Regions from separate parts of the Mus musculus genome. Here all the other regions are linked to region 2. Evidence: chromatin contacts called from public HiChIP or PLAC-seq, Micro-C and promoter capture Hi-C data. All regions are on one chromosome and are shown on one strand. Each heading gives the region's core, a stretch centred on a gene start, on an enhancer-like site or on the middle of the called end of the contact. The rest is flanking DNA. Distances are from core to core; before and after follow the strand shown.

What was found. Promoter capture Hi-C pulls out the DNA fragments that hold promoters and counts their contacts. A called contact is a pair of places that touch in the nucleus more often than the background predicts. HiChIP or PLAC-seq counts read pairs in DNA pulled down with a chosen protein or histone mark.
Region 1: a contact with region 2 is called in a Micro-C map of embryonic stem cells, with 2.8 times the contacts expected there. The contact joins the enhancer-like site here to the promoter of Suclg1 in region 2. A contact is called at or near these places in 8 of 39 promoter capture datasets (the HPC-7 cell line, HPC-7-derived erythroid cells, cranial neural crest and 4 more), 1 of 15 datasets of contacts at CTCF or cohesin (the NIH/3T3 cell line), 4 of 484 Hi-C or Micro-C datasets (differentiating embryonic stem cells, embryonic stem cells and liver), 8 of 115 datasets of contacts at active chromatin or transcription factors (bone marrow-derived macrophages, cardiomyocytes, embryonic basal ganglia and 3 more) and 3 of 9 other capture datasets (adipose tissue, liver and macrophages).
Region 3: a contact with region 2 is called in a promoter capture Hi-C map of embryonic stem cells, with 4 times the contacts expected there. The contact joins the enhancer-like site here to the promoter of Suclg1 in region 2. A contact is called at or near these places in 4 of 39 promoter capture datasets (cranial neural crest, embryonic stem cells, hippocampal neurons and 1 more), 18 of 484 Hi-C or Micro-C datasets (B cells, the C2C12 cell line, MC3T3-E1-derived osteoblasts and 10 more), 14 of 115 datasets of contacts at active chromatin or transcription factors (the 230-238 cell line, the SCID.adh cell line, astrocytes and 6 more) and 3 of 9 other capture datasets (adipose tissue, embryonic stem cells and liver).
Region 4: an H3K27ac HiChIP or PLAC-seq map of embryonic stem cells shows a contact between it and region 2, with 2.8 times the contacts expected there. The contact joins the enhancer-like site here to the promoter of Suclg1 in region 2. A contact is called at or near these places in 6 of 39 promoter capture datasets (the HPC-7 cell line, the SN4741 cell line, cranial neural crest and 3 more), 1 of 15 datasets of contacts at CTCF or cohesin (the NIH/3T3 cell line), 17 of 484 Hi-C or Micro-C datasets (B cells, the CH12 cell line, the G1E-ER4 cell line and 10 more), 27 of 115 datasets of contacts at active chromatin or transcription factors (the 230-238 cell line, bone marrow-derived macrophages, differentiating embryonic stem cells and 16 more) and 1 of 9 other capture datasets (liver).

The regions. Positions count from the first base shown.
Region 1 is chr6:72,861,412-72,865,276 of GRCm38.p6, reverse strand. Kcmf1 (potassium channel modulatory factor 1) reads left to right here. Exons shown (of 7, transcript NM_019715.2): 2 at 3,352-3,519. Among named protein-coding and RNA genes, the nearest start is that of Kcmf1, 37 kb to the left of the region's middle. Within about 2 kb of position 2,351, at least 7 of the 459 cell types and tissues checked have an H3K27ac peak or open chromatin away from gene starts, as enhancers often do. A contact at or near this core is called in embryonic stem cells, where this site is marked.
Region 2 is chr6:73,245,779-73,250,193 of GRCm38.p6, reverse strand. Suclg1 (succinate-CoA ligase, GDP-forming, alpha subunit) reads right to left here and starts at 1,689. Exons shown (of 9, transcript NM_019879.3): 1 at 1,441-1,689. The coding sequence starts at 1,537. Gm38834 (a long non-coding RNA gene) reads right to left here and starts at 1,431. Exons shown (of 2, transcript XR_869182.3): 1 at 811-1,431.
Region 3 is chr6:72,826,634-72,830,949 of GRCm38.p6, reverse strand. No RefSeq gene overlaps it. Among named protein-coding and RNA genes, the nearest start is that of Tcf7l1, 40 kb to the right of the region's middle. Within about 2 kb of position 1,904, at least 7 of the 459 cell types and tissues checked have an H3K27ac peak or open chromatin away from gene starts, as enhancers often do. A contact at or near this core is called in embryonic stem cells, where this site is marked.
Region 4 is chr6:72,925,147-72,929,116 of GRCm38.p6, reverse strand. No RefSeq gene overlaps it. Among named protein-coding and RNA genes, the nearest start is that of Kcmf1, 27 kb to the right of the region's middle. Within about 2 kb of position 2,131, at least 175 of the 459 cell types and tissues checked have an H3K27ac peak or open chromatin away from gene starts, as enhancers often do. A contact at or near this core is called in the CH12 cell line, the NIH/3T3 cell line, the SN4741 cell line and 11 more, where this site is marked.

The DNA of each region.
Region 1 (3,865 bases), core at 1,102-3,601, 390 kb after region 2:
ACTCTAACTCAAGGGGATCTGATATTTGGGACAGTGGATGTATAGATGCCCATGATTTAAAAATAATAAAAACTTTGAAAGCCACAATATCTGTAAGAAAAAAACAAAATACAAACAAAAAACATCTTTTTTTTTTTAATTTTTAAAGATTTATTTATTTATTAAATGTATATGAGCATCCTGTTGCTGACACACCAGAGAGGGCATCAGATCCAGTTACACATGGTTGGAAGAGCAGTCAGTACTCTTAACCACTGAGCCATCTCTCCAGCTCCATCTTTTTATGTTTTTAATATTTGTGTGTGGGTGAGTATACAGCTGCCCACAGAGGCCAGAGCAGCACTGTTAACCACTTAGCCATTTCTGTGTGTGTCTGTCTGTCTATCTGTCTGCCTGCCTGCCTGCCTATCTATCTAGTCTGTGTGGTACTCCAGTGTCTTAGGGTTTTGTTGCTGTAAAGAGACACCATGGTAATGACCATGATAATTCTTACAAAGGAGAACATTTAGTTGGGTCTGACTTACATATTTCAGAGGTTTAATCCATTATCATGGCTAGAAGCCCGCCATGCAGGCAGACATGGTGCTGGAAAAGGAGCTGAGAGTTCTACATCTTTGATCTACAGGCAGCAGGAGATTGTGTGCAGCACTAGGCATAGCTTGAGCATAGAAGACCTCAAAGCTCTCACCCCCACAGTGACACACTTCTCCAACAAAGGCACCCCCTGATAGTGCCATTCACTATGGGCCAAGCATTCAAACATGTGAGTCTATGGAACCATACCTATTCAAACCACCGTACCCCAGTATCCTGAATCTATTACGTGGTGTATATATTAGTCAACAGGACACAATATGTGACAGAAGCAGTCAGTGTAAGGGAAGTGTGGCAGTTTGGATGAGAATGGCCCCAGCAGGCTCGTGTTTGCATACTTGGACCCCAGTTGGTGAAGTGCCTGGATTAGGAGATATATGGACCTTTTTAGCAAAGGTGTATCACAGGATGTGGCAGGGTGGCCTTTGACGTTCCAAAGCCCTCGCCAGGCCCAGAGACTCTTTTCCTACCTGCCTGTAGGTCCTCCTGGGGATCAGATGTAAAGCTCTCAGCTATTCTCAGCTACCACAGGTGCCTCCATACTTGCCATAGACTAAGCCTCTGAGACTATAAGCAAGCCCCTAATTAAATGCTTTTATTTATGACCATTGCCTTGGATTCAAGTGGTAGTGTCACAAGCCTTTAATCTCTCCTGGGATTGAGTGTGCACTTGCTGATAGGATCTGAACTCAGGTCCTTCAGGTGCTAGCTCCGAAGGCCCTAACATTTTTTAAAATTGTATTTAAAATGTCTTTGAATACATTTTTACTAATTTCTTCCTAAAAGGCTTCCTGTCTTTGATTAGATTTATTCATAAGCTTGGTTTTTTTTCTTAATGGTCTGCCCTTTATTGTGGCACTAAGTATATTCCATTGTTATCCTGATCATTATCCATCTTTAGAATTTTCTCATCATCCCAAAATGGAACTCTACCCAGTAGACAGACACTCCCTATCTTCCTCCACCCCCTTTCCCTAGCCCTTGATAACCAACTGTCTTCTTTCTCTCTGAATTTGACTAATGTAGGTAGAATCATAAACTGCTTTTTAAAAAACTGAATGCCTTTCTATTTTGGAGTGAAAAAATACCATTAATATATTATTAAGGTTCTATTTTCTCTTTTTTGTTTGTTTGTTTTTGTTTGTTTTTCAAGATGTATTTATTCATTATATGTAAGTACACTGTAACTGTCATCAGACACTCCAGAAGAGAGCATCAGATCTCCTTACGGATGATTGTGAGCCACCATGGTTGCTAGGATTTGAACTCCGGATCTTTGGAAGAGCAGTCAGTCCTCTTAACTGTTGAGCCATCTCTTCAACCCTGTTTGTTTGTTTTAAGGCAAGGTTTCTCTTTGAAGTCCTGCCTGCTCTGGAGTTGTAGACCAGGCTGGCCTCACAGAGATCCACCTGCCTCTGCCTTCCAAGTGCTGGAACTAAAGTGTGCAGCACCACTCACTGTCTAGCTGACCTGTTCTGTTCTTTCTTATCTAACACACTGGCCCAGTTGAGTTCAGCTATATGTGCTTTCTGCATAAAAAAAGTATACACATACAAATAAGGGCATTTTCTATTGTTAATCCTGCGCTTTGACTTTTCAATTAAAATTTTTTAAAAATTTGAACTCTAAACATTTGATTTAGTATAGATCTCCTATCTGGCTCTTGAAGTACCCCTACTCCCTGTATCCCACCCCTCATCCCCCACCTCCCTTTAGGCAAGGTCTCCCTTTGTGGCACTGACTGTCCTGGAATTCACTATGTAGAGTAGGCTGACCTACACAGTGCCCCCTCATTTATTCTTTGTTTAAACATACTAAGAATTGTTGTGCCGGGCGTGGTGGCACACACCTTTAATCCCAGCACTCGGGAGGCAGAGGCAGGCGGATTTCTGAGTTCGAGGTCAGCCTGGTCTACAAAGTGAGTTCCAGGACAGCCAGGGCTATACAGAGAAACCCTGTCTCTAAAAAACCAAAAACAAACAAACAAACAAACAAAGAATTGTTGTACACCTTTAATCCCTGCACTCTAGAAGCGTAGGCAAGTGGATCCCAGTGAGTTCAAGGTCAACCAAAGTCTAGCTGCACAGTCAGACCCTGTCCCCCACTCTTTGTTATTTAGGAGTTCAGAAAAATTGTTGCACACCTGTAAACATGTAATCCCAGCACCTTGGAGGTTGAGGCCGGAGGATCATGAATTCAAGGTCATTTTGGGCTTCCTACTGAGACATTATGTAAAACAAAAACTGAAGAAGAATTGGTATTTAAGTGTTTGCTGTTTGTTTCTGATATGAACTTACAGTCTGATTGTGGTTTCTTTGTGTGTATTATAGTTTAAACGTATGTAGTTCTTAGGATTTTATACCTGCCAGATAATTGGTGGCATTTTGAGCCATATAGACTGTGAACCTATAGAAAAAAAGCATGTAACTACACCTTTTCTGAGATCACAAGGCACTTTTTAACAAGGGCTTTTACACTTCTTGAAATATTTGGAGACACCTTACCCCAGTAGCATCTTATCATCTGGTGGCCTAAAACTCCCTAAATTTTGCCCCTCCCGCCACCCGTCTTGAGGTCCTCTTCATTAGGATTGACCTTTCTGAGTAAGGAGTTTTCCACACTGCTCAGATTACTGTGTTTTTTACTGTGTTGTTGCTGGTTGTTTTTGAAAGGCTCTCTGGGCCAAATGAGCCCTGAAACATTTCCACACTGACCCTTCCCAGCCGCTGATTGAAGGTGCTTCTTCTTGTTTTATAGGTGTCAGCTGTGATGCATGTTTAAAAGGAAATTTTCGAGGTCGCAGATATAAGTGTTTAATTTGCTACGATTACGATCTTTGTGCATCTTGTTATGAAAGCGGGGCAACGACAACAAGGCATACAACTGACCACCCGATGCAGTGCATATTAACAAGGGTAGACTTTGGTAAGTTCATAATGCAAAATCAATTATTATCATTTAAGGGGCTTCTATGGGTATGAAAAGCAAAAACAAAACATCCTGAAACTATCCCATAAGCACCTCCAAGAGTTCAGATTCATTCAAACTAAAATCATCTTCCCTGTGTCCTTCTGTCTCTTGATTACAGTTTTCAGCCCTTGGAAAACTCCACAAGTGGTCCAGAGTGCTACTGAAACAAGCAGTGAAATCAGGCTGGGCTGTTGCTAATAGCCCTCAGTAAGAAAAGCTGTCTGCTTCAGGCCTCAATTATTTAACTAGCCAACACACTTACTATTGTCTTTGATTATAGCCTTCCTGATGGGCATGAAGC
Region 2 (4,415 bases), core at 440-2,939:
AAACTCTACCAGCCACAGCACTTACTGGCACAACTAATGCCTTCCTTCCCTTCTATTTGGAGCACATTGAGGTATCCTTTTAATCAGTCAAGAAGGTGCTCCAGAAAACGTTCCCAAATACACTCAACTCTTTCACATTTGGCAAAGTTACCAAGTCGGACCTCTGTCCTCAAATGACCTGGCAATGAGGTACAGCTACTGGGTGCACACTTATCCTTGAACACTTTTAGGATACCCAAGAAAGAAACTAAGTCTCACCTACTATCTGATGCGAGAGGAAACAAGATGTCACAAAGAAAAGAGTGTTACATGAGTGTCTATTTCTGAGCAGTAAACTGACTCACTTATTCTACACAATGAAACCAAACCACTCATTACTTCTTAACATCTCCTAGATCTGGATAAACCTGACAACCAATCACTCATCACAGTTTTAATCGGCAATCATTTCTCCTGTTAGTGATAGGCAGGACAATGCTCTGCTTCACAAACCAAGCTATTACTTGAGAGATGTTTGTTTGTTTGTTTGTTTAGTAGGCTTTTGTTTGTTTCATTTCGTTTTGTTTTCAAGACAGGGTTTCTCTGTGTAACAGCTGTGGCTCTCTTGGGACTCATTTTGTAGACCAGGCTGGCCTCGAACTCACAAAGACCCGCATACCTGCCTCTGCCTCCCAAATGCAGGAATTAAATGTGTGGGCCACCACATCCATCGAGAAATCACTTTTTAAAAAAAGACTATTATACACATACGAATGATTGGCCAGACTTCAAAAACGACATGACCGGTTCCCAAGCTGTTTCCTATCGTACCTAACACAGAGACTTTGAACGCAGCACTACTTTTCAAGAGTCAGCATTGCAGGATAGCAACCCTGGGAGATTGGTTCTCAGAAACTGAGGTGTTCATTGGAGTCTCGTAAAGAGCGACACATCATTGGTCAGCTTCCAAGCTCCTACGGGGCCACGTTGACTCTGGGTGCAGAAACCACCTTTCCGTTGGCCCTACCACTTCAACAGAACGGTCAACTCCAAGTGCAGAATCTTTCGGGACAAATTACAACCTCTTCAACCCGGGGGCTCACACTCCCAGCAGAGTTCATCCTGGACCTCTTTAGCCTTGGCTCCAAGTAAGGGCCAGCCCAGAGGCCACCTCCACCTCACCCCCCCCCCCCCGCCTCCACACACACACACCCCGTCACCGAGGGAACTAGGATATTGTTGCCGTGTCTGCAGGGCGCCCTGCGAAGTGCATCGGCCGATCCACGACCCCATCGGACAAAGCCCCCTCCACCCCCGAGGTCTGCCACTGGCGTTTGGACCGGTGGCTCCCTCGCCCCTTCCGAGGGCCCGCCCGGAAGAGCCCGGACACCGCCGGGGCCAGAATCAGGAACCCGAGGTCTACGCAAGCATGGAGGACAGAGCCGGGCCGGCACGACTCACGGAGGAAGGTGCGCGACAACAGGCGGGCGGCGGCGAGGCCGCTGCTGCTGGAGACCATGGTTGCAGTGGCAGCCGCAGCAACTACTGTTGCGGTCATCCCCCAATGACACTCTCAGGACCCCGGGACCTTGGCATGGGCTCAGGCTCGCGCAGAAAGGTGTCTAGAGGAGTAGCCTGAATATCTTACGCTCCTCGGAGTCTCTTCTCAAACAGTGAACGTTACAAGTGGAAAAGAACAAGAAGGATGACGTTTGAAAAGCAAACAATAGCTCTGTTCTTTAGTAGATGTGGGCTTGGGTAACCATAAACATAACGGCAATGTGTGGGACAGCCCATGAGAGGCCCGGCCGGCGCGTGGTGTTGTGGGAAATGTATTTTTTTTCCGAGTAAGCAGCGTGCTGAAAGGGAAGGGGTTGGAAGCGATTTAAACTCCGGCGTGGGCGCCCAGGAAAAGCCGTGACAAACGCTGAGGGGAGGCGCCGGCAGCAATGCTATGTGCCAGACCGTGATCCTGCACTTTGTTTTTTTCTGACCTGTTACAGAGAAGATTGTACTCCTCTTGTCCTCCCTGTACGGTTCCGGAAATTATCCGCACTAGTGGCCGGCAAAAGAAAAAAGGAAAAGTGACCAAATACTTAAAATTAAAAAGCCCCTTAGCTGACAGTTTCCTGAAGCAGGAATCTCTTTATTAAACAAACTGGCGCACTGCCTTCGACTAATGCTAATTATTTACTAATGCTAATTATGCCTCTTTCTAAAATCCTAAGGACTACAACTCGAGATCAAATAGGATTTGTGCCCAATTGGAACAAATTATTCACTCCACTCTTTTAAAACCTTAGCAAGTCCTTGAGCCAAAGCACCACGTTTCTTGTCTAAAACCGCGTTCCTAAGATTCCTTATCAGTATAATCAATAAAGTTATTTTAGCTCAGTAAGGTCGTCATTATAATTCGCACCATTCTCATGTGTACTTGTCTTGTAGATCCTGCCCTTGTGGTAAAGTTAAATATCAGTGCTTTCCAAATAGGTCCAGTGTGAACATTTTTTTAAAGATTTATTTATTTACTTATTATGTACAGTGTTCTGTCTGCAGTATGTCTGTGAGCCAGAAGAGGGCACCAGATCTCATTACACTTGGTTGTGAGCCACCATGTGGTGGCTGGGAATTGAACTCATGGACCTCTGAAAGAACAACCAGTGTTCTTAACCTCTGAGCCATCTCTCCAGCCCGCGAACAATGGTTTTAAGGAGGAAATTTTTCACTGAATCTTTACTTAATAATTAAGCATTTTGTTTCATTTATTTAACAAAATGTGTAATACATAGTATATATAACATATAGTATAGATTGTAAATATGTGTGTGTGTACACTATATTGACAACATTATGCTGATTGGACCAAGTGAGTAGTGGATAGCAGCCAGTTTGAATTCATGGGTAACACGTAAATTCAACCAAAATTCAAGAACCTTCTAACTCAGTGAAATTCTTAGGAGTGCAGTGGTTTGGGGCATGCAGAGCTATCCTTCTATTGTAAAGTTATTGTGTCTGGCCCCTCCCACTGGAAAGAAGCACGGTGTTTACTGAGCCTGTTTGGATTTTGGATGCAGCACCCTCTTCACTTGGGTGTGTGACTCCAGTCCATAGTGACTCAGAAAGCTACTAACTTTAAGTGGGGCCTGGAGCAAGAGAACGCTCTTGAAGAAGTCCAGACTGTTGTGCAAGCAAGCACACTACCACTTGGCTCAGGTGATCCAGCAGACCCAATGGTACTTGAGATCTCAGTGACAGGCAGGGATGCTGTCTGGAGCCTTTGGCAGGCCCCTAGGTGAGTCACAGAAGAGACCTTTGGATTTTAGAGAAAGGCTTCATCATCATCTGTAGACAATTCTCCCTTTAAGAGGCAGCTGTTAGCCTGCTATTGGGACTTAGTTTGACAATGGGACACCAAGTTACTATATAACCTCAAGGTACTCTGTAAGCTGCTCATCATGCACTGGAAATTATCTGATCCACCAGTCATAAAGCAGGATGTGCACAGTAGCAATCTATTAATAAATGGAAGTGGTATATATGTGATCTGGCCCAACCAGGTCCTGAAGGCACAAGCAAATTACATGAAGAAGTTCTCCAAATGCCTATGGTTTCCACTCACATTACAATGCTGTCTGCTGCCACACACACACCTATAGCCTCAAGGTATATCCCCTATGATCAGCTGGCTGAGAAGAGAAGACTGGGGCCTGGTTCCCTGATGGTTCTGTACATTATGCAGGCATCACCCAGAAATAGACAGCTGCAGCATTACAAACTCTTTTGGGGACAACCCTGAAAGACACCAGTGAAGGGAAATCTTCACTGTGGACAGAGCTTCAATAGTATACATAGTATTACAATTTGTTTGGAAGTCTAAATGGTGACTTAGGGTTTTACTGCTGTGAACAGACACTTTGACCAAGGCAACTCTTACAAGGACATTTAATTGGGCTGACTTACAGGTTCAGAGGTTCAGTCCACTATCATCAGGGCAGGAGCATGGCAGCATCCAGGCAGGCATGGTGCAAGCGGAGCTGAGAGTTCTATATCTTTATCTGAAGGCTGCTCTGAGAAGAATCACTTCCAGGTAACTAGGACTAGGGTATTAAAGCCCACACCCACAGTGACACACCTACTCCAACAAAGCTACATTTCCTAATAGTGCCACTCCCTGGGCTAAGCATATATAATCCATCACACATGGCCAGATTGCACTATTGTTCACTGATTCGTGGGCTGTAGCCAGTGGGTTGGCTAGATGGTCAGAGACAAAGAAAGAAGATGATTGGAAAATTGGTGAGAAAGACATCTGGGGAAGAAGTATATTGATAAAAGGATGCAAAGATACTTGTATCCCACGTTAATGCTCACCAAAAGGTGACTTCATCTGAGAAGTTCAATCACCGAGAAGATAGGATGACCCATTCTGTGGACAG
Region 3 (4,316 bases), core at 655-3,154, 420 kb after region 2:
AGCAACCACATGGTGGCTCACAACCACCCATAATGAGATCTGACGCCCTCTTCTGGTGTGTCTGAAGTCAGCTACAGTGAATTTATGTATAATAAAAAATAAAAATAAAAAAGTAGTATACTTTAAAAAAAATAGTTCTACTCCAACTGAATTATCCAGAGAAAATCAGGATGGATAGGGGCAAGCTGAGGGCAGTTGCCCATTTGAAGTTATAAGGCTATAAAACATAAGCCTGCAGATGAAAGATGCTAGAACTCCAGAAGAAAGGACCTCTGGAGCAAGAGCCACTGAACTTGGCAATGACCCTTCCAGCCTTTCCCTCAAAAGGACCTAAGACTGCTTACATGGGCACTTACACGGGACACTGAGGATATGGCGATTACAAAGCATTTTGAAAATGATTGCACATAAACCCCTAGTTGATATTGCTAGTGAAAGGCAGGAGGTGGGGGGCTGAAGAGATGGCTCAGCAGTTAAGATGGTGTTCTCCTATTCCTGGGGACAGGACACAGCACCCACACAGGGTGGCTCACAACCATCTGGAACTCAAGCTGAGGGTATCTGTTATCTTCTTCTGACTTCAAGCACTGCACTAATGAGAACATAGAGAAATAATTGGGGGGAAGGGCCACAGGTGTGGTGGCACAGGCTTTTAATGCCAGCACTCAGGAGGCAGAGACAGGCAGATCTGAGTTTGAGGCCAATCCAATCTACATAGTGAGTTCCAGGATAGCCAGGGCTATGTAAAGAGAATCTGTCTCCAAAGATATCAAAGTAAATAAGTAATAAGGCTGGAGAGATAGCTTAGTGGCTAAAAGCACTGGCTGCTCTTGCAAAGGACCCAGGTTCAATTCCCAGCACATACGTGGTGGCTTGTAACTGTAGCTCCATTCTAAGGATCTGACACCTTCTTCTGGCCTCTGCAGGCATTAAGCATGCATGTGGTAGACAGACAGACAAATAGGCAACACACCCATGCACACAAAATAAAACTAAAATTTAAAGTATAAATAAGCCGGGCAGTGGTGGCACACTTGGAGGCAGAGGCAGGCAGATTTCTGAGTTTGAGGCCAGCCTGGTCTACAAAGTGAGTTCCAGGACAGCCAGAGCTATGCAGAGAAACCCTGTCTCGAAAAACCAACATCATCATCATCATCATCATCATAATGATGTATAAATAAATAGTAATTTTTAAATGCAAAGTTGGAGGCAGTTCTGGGGATAGAGCTCACTTTGTAAAATGTTTCATCTAGTATGTAAAAAGCCCTTGAGAAAATTCTGGAAGGAGAATGTCTTAGGGTTTCATTGCTATGAAGAGACACCATGACCAAGGCAACTCTTCTAAAAGAAAACATTTAATTGGAGCTGGCTTACAGTTTCAGAGGTTTGATCCATTATCATCAATCATGGTGGGGAACTTAACCACGTGCAGGCATACATGGTGCTGTAGGAACCCAGAGTTCTACGTTTCCACAGAAGGAGACTGTGTGCCACACTGGGTGTAGCTTGAGCATTTGTGAACTCAAAGCCCGCTATATCCTGTGACAGGTAGGGACTGAGGGATGCTGGGAGAACCTGGCAGCCAGGTCCACTTTGATATGTTAAATAGGTACCTCAGCCATTTGTCCTAGGTTTGAGACTTTACAGGCAATGGGAAGAGAAAGATTTAAGAAACAACAAAATCCTCCTAGGCAGGAACTTAGCCCAAGGAGACCGTGCTTGCCTAGTGTGTGAGATGCTCTGGGTTCAAACTCCAGTGCCACAAACAAGCAAGCAAACAAATGTCCCTTCTCCTCCCTTCCCCTCAGCCCCTGGAGCCTTTGTTTCATCTTTTACTTAGGTGCAAATGTGGACGCACATGAGTGTAGTGCCTGTGGATGCCAGAAGAGGGCAGCAGTTAACTGGGACTGAGGTTACAGGAGGCTAGGAACAGCCTGACATAGGTCCTGGGAACCACACTGGGGTCCTACACAAGAGCAGTGTTCAGTCTTAAGCATTGAGCAGTCAGCCCAGCCCTGATGTTGCTCTTTAGTGGTAGTTCAGTCTGGGCCTTATTTCTTCCCGGAGAGGAAAATAGGGCTGACCCACAGAGGATCTGAGTTCAAATTCTTAGACCCCACATAAAAAGCTATACACTGCTATGTGGGTAGCCTCAGTGCTGTGAGGGACAAACATGGGGGATTGTTATGGCTTGCTGGCAGCCAGTCTATCTCCAGGTTCAGTGAGAGGCCCTGTCTCTGGGAATAAGGCAGAGTGGTAGAGCAGGACACCAGATATGCTCTTCTGGCCCCCAGATACCTTTGCACACATATCCACATACATCACACATACAGGTCTCAATGAAAAGGGAATAGGGAGGTGTTGCGGCCGCCAGCAGCTCGTAACGTGAACGGTTCGACTGATATGGCTACTCAAGCTGTAAGAGAGGAATCTAGGGGGCGAAAGAAGAAACGGAGCTAAGACAAATTCATTCTGATCAAAACTCAAATTTTATTGTTGCGACACTAGTTATGAAGGAAGGGGGAGGGGACCCGATTCCCGCCGAATAATCTCTGATCCAGTAGAAAGGTGAGCACGTGTGTGGCTCCAAACAGCAAAGCGGCAGGTTCCAGCAGTGGGCGTGGCAGAACGAATGAGCAGGAAGCTCCACCCCTGAGCAAGCAGGTTTCAGGCTGGGGGAGGGGAGACTACAGGGAGGTGGGGACTTTAGCTTAGGAAAAGACATCTGCTGCCACTGTCAAGCCTGTCAGAGCCCCCAGCCTCCCATGGCTTTATAATCTTTCTGGTCAGTTTCTTAATCGAGGGCCCACCTTTCAAGAGAAGTCGTGTTGACCAATTAAAAAATCTTTTTTAGGCAGGGCATGGTAACACACAGCTTTAATTCCAGCACTTGGGAGAGAGAGGCAGGCAGATCTCTTAAGTTCAAGGTCAGCCTGGTCTATGTAGTGAGTTCCATAACAGGTTATGTAGAAAGATCTTGTTAAAATTAAGTAAATAAGTAAACAAATAAATAAACCAAAAAATGAGAAAAAAACAACAACAAAAATCTTTTCAGAAAATGGAAACACTCATCTGTCATCCCAGCACACCTGTCATGCCAGCACACCTGTCAGTCAGTCATCCTAGCACACCTGTCAGTCATCCTAGCACACCTGACAGTCATCCCAGCACACCTGTCAGTCATCCTAGCACACCTGTCATCCCAGCACACTTATCAGTCATCCCAGCACACCTGACATCCCAGCACACTTATCAGTCATCCCAGCACACCTGACATCCCAGCACACCTGACATCCCAGCACACCTGACATCCCAGCACACCTGACATCCCAGAGAGGGATAAGGTAAGGTGAGAGGACCATGAGTTCCAGGCCAGCCTTGACTACAGAGTGAGAACCATTCTCAAAACCCAAAAGGGGGGGAGGGGGTGGTGGTGAGAGACAAAAAAGGCTGAGCTGTGATGGCACACACCTTTAATCCCATCATGGGAGGTAGAGAACATGTGAGTCTGAGGCCAGCCTGGTCTACATAGAGTGTTCTAGGCCAGCCAAGGCTATATAATGAGGCCCAGTCTTTTTTTTTTTTTTTTTAAGATTTATTTATTTACTATATGTAAGTACACTGTAGCTGTCTTCAGACACTCCAGAAGAGGGCGTCAGATCTTGTTACAGATGGCTGTGAGCCACCATGTGGTTGCTGGGATTTGAACTCTGGACCTTCGGAAGAACAGTAGGGTGCTCTTACCCACTGAGCCATCTCACCAGCCCCCGAGGCCCAGTCTTGAAGGGGAAAAAAAAATGTGAAAAACTATCCTCTCAGGGTTTATTTCCGCATCACTTACCATGCTGTGCTCCGCTCGGCACCCTGCAGTCGCATGCCATGCCATGGGGTCTTCCCGATACACCTTTAAGGAAGGCATTGTGGTACCGTTTTACAGATGTGGAGAGTAGAGCTCAGAGGCCAGACATGACCTAAGGACAAGTGTCAAACCGATGCTTCCTCTAGAACCTCCCTGTGGATGGACTCTGGTGCTCAGGCTCAGAGCATCCCCAATGCTGTAAGTACCAGATGCCCACCAGAGAGTACCACACTAAGACTGTTAAAGCCAGGAAAAGCTCTTATAGCTGGCCGGTGACTGCACGGAGAACTTGCCCACATCCTGCAGCCCCAAGCCTTACATGCCGTGCCCTGTACATGTCTTTTACATATAAACACTATATTCTGGTTGTCACACTTCAGTTAGAAGGACACAGAACTACAAAAGCCAAAAAGCAAAGTTAGCACTTTCAGATACTTTTTATTTGGGGACTTTCCTG
Region 4 (3,970 bases), core at 882-3,381, 320 kb after region 2:
TCTTTGCTTTCCCAGGAGACAGTCTTGGCAGTTTGGAATAAACTTTTCCCTTTTCAACCACGGACTGGCTATTTTGGTTTCTTTACTGTGCCCATTTTCATTTACTCCCCAAACCAGCTTGGGATGGGGATGGGCTGCGATAGCAGAGGCTATTTTCTTGGTGGTGCACACCCCTAAATTTTAAAAGTCGAGGATAAAAGCCGGGCACAGAACATTGGAGGAGAAGGCTGGAAAATCAGAGAATCTCAAGATCAGCGCTGGAGATTTGGATCAGCATTTACGAGCATAGAGCAAGTTTGAGGCCAGCCTGGTCCACATGAGACCCTGTCTCAAAACAACAGCTAAAAACCTCAAAGACGAAGGCCAACAGGCCGCCCCTTGGGTTAAGGTGCCTGCAGCTCAGCCTGATGATAGGAGCCAGTTCCCAGAAACCACCTGGTGGAAGGTAAGAACCAAAGGACTGACTTCTTCAAATTGTCTTCTGACCATCACACGTTTACACACACACACACAAGCTAGGCCTAATGTAGTGGTACCTGCTTTTAATTCCAGCACTCAGGGAGGCAGAGGCAAATAGATTTTTTGTGAGTTCAGCCTGGTCTATATAGGAATTCCAGTCCAGCCAAGGCTACATAGTAAAACCCTGTCTCAAAATAAATAAATAAAATAAAAGTAAACTTTAAAATGTAGTTAAAAGATTTTTTAGAAGATTTAATTTTCTTTTTTAATTGACCAGGCAGTGGTGGTACACTTTTTTAATCTCAGCACTCGGGGACAGAGACTGACAGATCTCTTTGAGTTCAAGGCCAACCTGTGTGAGACCACAACAGGAAAAATAGACCTTACAGGTTGAGTTCTGTTTGCAATTAAGAATATATTCCTGTTTGTCCTACGTGTGTTTGAGCCATTTGCACCAGATGGACTTGATCCCATGTGGGCAAGAATTACATCAGAATGTACACTTGCCCCTGATGGATAGAAGGTCAATTGTGGGGTTTGCCTTTTTAAGCATCTGAAAACTGTGACTTGGGAGCATTTTCCTTAAAACTCAGGTGTGGGCCTGGCTAGAGTCCAGTAACCTGGCCAGTATTTAATTAAAGATTGTTTCAAATTTGGCTTGAAAGTGTGGTAGTGATCTTATTTTTGACAAATAGGATTATTGCCTGGTCTACAGAACAAGTTCCAGGATAGCCAAGGCTACACAGAAATCCTGTCTCAAAAGCAACAACAGCAAAAAGATGTGCATGTATCTACCGAGGCCAGCGGGGTCATCAGATCCTCCTGGAGCTGGAGTTACAGGCAATAGTAAGAAATCCGACATGGACTCTGAGCATCAAACTCATCCTCTGTAAGAACAGTGTGGGCTCTACTACACCATCTCTCCAGCCAAAGACCAAAGGAGAAGTATTAACAATGAAAACAGGAAGGTTTTCATTCCTAAAGCCTACATTTAAAAAAAAAAAAAATCATTAAGCCAGGATTAGTAGCATACCAGTTCCCAAGAGGCACTGGCAAAAGAGAAGCGAATTCCTGTGAGGCCTAGGTTATCCTGGCCTCCATAGGGAGTTCCCAACCATGTCAGCCTTGGCTACAGAGTGACACTTTAGCTTTAGAAAAGGAAAAAAGAAAACAGAAAAAAAGCCAAAGCTACTATAGCATCATAATGACATACTGCCAGTATACATCCCTAGGGTTTGTTGAGTGTCAGGTTGGGTGTGGGAAGACTTCAAGAGATCGAATGGCCATAGTAGACAGCAAGAGAGGATTACACTAGCATGGGAGGTTCCTTGGGGCCTGGGCCAGTATGGAGCCTGAGGTGTGCCTTGTCTATGCACTGTGGTCAGCACTCAGGCCCTCTCGACTTCTCACCTGGACCCCGGATCATTAGCAGGTGGGGGCAAGCTGCCTTGCCCCCACCTGCTGTCCAGATATGACTTCCTGTTTGGCAAGTTCTGAGGGTTCCTCTCCCTGCTCCTCAAACTCCCCTTTGTTCATAAACTTGGCATTCGACATCCCTAGCCCTTATCCCTCCCTTCAGCCAGCTGGAATTTCCTGTCCCACTGTCCTCCCAGCAGGAGATTCCATTCCCGGCTCTGAGTCACTTTGGGGTGACTCAAGTGTGACTCACTCCACCGAGGTCCCTCCCACTTCAACTTACCTCGGCTGGGTGTGGCTCCTGCCCATTCACTGGCAGGGATCTTCTTTCAGCCACAGCTGATGTGAGACTCCTCCCACATCCCAGGAACCTGGCATGAGAAAGGGACCCTCAACAAAGGAGCAATCTGGCCAGTGCCGAGGCTGCTAGATGACAGAAGCTCAAGCATTCCAAAGCCTGAACAAGAAGTCGCTGAGCTGGTTTCTCTGTCCCCACCCTCCTCAGACCCTGCCTCTAGCTACAATCAAGGCTCATCTGGCTTTTCAGAAACCCACCTTTCTGCCCCAAGGATCACTCCAAATACCCATTTCCAGCTGGGAGCAACTATGGATCACAGACTGAGCTAACAGTAGTTATGATCAGGAAAGTATTCAGTTTTAAGTAGGATACAAACTTATGTACTGAGCAGACAAAAACAAACACACAAAAATCTCACAGGAAATAGGAGATACTTTATTCTGGAGTCAAATCTGAGTGATCATGACCCAGGAACAAAAATTTAAGTCACCACAAATTCCATGTTCCAATGTGGTAACAGTCTGATGAAGTGTCGTTGTTGTAGTTTTGGTTTTCTGAGACAGGGTTTTTCTGTGTAGCCCTGGCTGCCCTGGAATGATGCTTGCTGGTTCATTTGCTGGCTTACTCCTCTCTGTCAAGGCTCTAACTTAACCAGCCTCTTAGACAACCCAGAAACGCCTACTTGGGGAATGGTTCTGCCAACAGTGGGTTGGCCCTCCCACATCCATCATTAATCAAGACAGTTTCCCACAGACATGCCCATAGGCCAATCTGATCTAAGCAACTCACATAAATCGGCTTGTGCACACCTGTAATCACAGCTCTTGGAAAGTAGAGGCAAGAAAATCAGGAGGTCAAGGTTAGCAATGATATCTCAGGGGGCTTAGAGACAGCGTGGAGTACACAAGACCTTGTCTTTAAAAAAAAAAAAAGGATGGGGAAGTGGGGTGGCGAGATGCTCTGTGGTGGTTTGAATGTACTTGACTCAGAGAGTGGCATTCTTAGGAGTTGTGGCCTTGTTGGAGTAGGTGTGGCCTTGTTGAAAGAAGTGTGTCACTATAAGTATGGGCTTTTATGAGACTTTCCTTTGTCAATGCAATTAATCTGATTCCTTAGGAAGACTCTTCAGACAACAAAAAGTAGCCATATTCTTCACCAAAAACAGTCTTAGGCCATATACTAACATTCTTCTCCTCTGAAACTTTTGAAGCAAGACCCCCACAGTTCAAGCCACACTCAGCATCAGTGATGCCATATTCTTACTAGGATGGCCCATTAAACCCCACTTAAAGCATTCCACTGCTTTCCAAATCCAAAGTCCCAAAATCCACATTCTTCCAAACAAAAACACGGCCAGGCCTATCACAGCAATACCCCAGTTCCTGGTACCAACTTCTATCTAGGGTTTCATTGCAATGAAGAGACACTATGGCCAAGGCAACTCTTGTAAAGGACAAACATTTAATGGGGGCTGGCTTACAGGTTCAGAGGTTCAGTCCATTATCATCAAGGCAGGAGCATGGCTGCATCCAGGCAGGCATGGCACGGGAGAAGGAGCTGAAAGTTGTGCATCTTGTTCTGAAGGGAACTGGGAGAAGACTGTCTTCCAAGCAGCTAGAAAGAGAGCCTCAAAATCCAACCCCACGGTGACACACTTCCTCCAAAAAGGCCACACCTTGTGATAGTGCCACTCCCAGGGCCAAGCATATTCAAACCACCACAGGTTCAGTGGTTAAAGATAAGCAAAAGACTAGAGAGATGTCTTAGCAACTGAGAGCAGTGGCTGCTCTTCCAGAG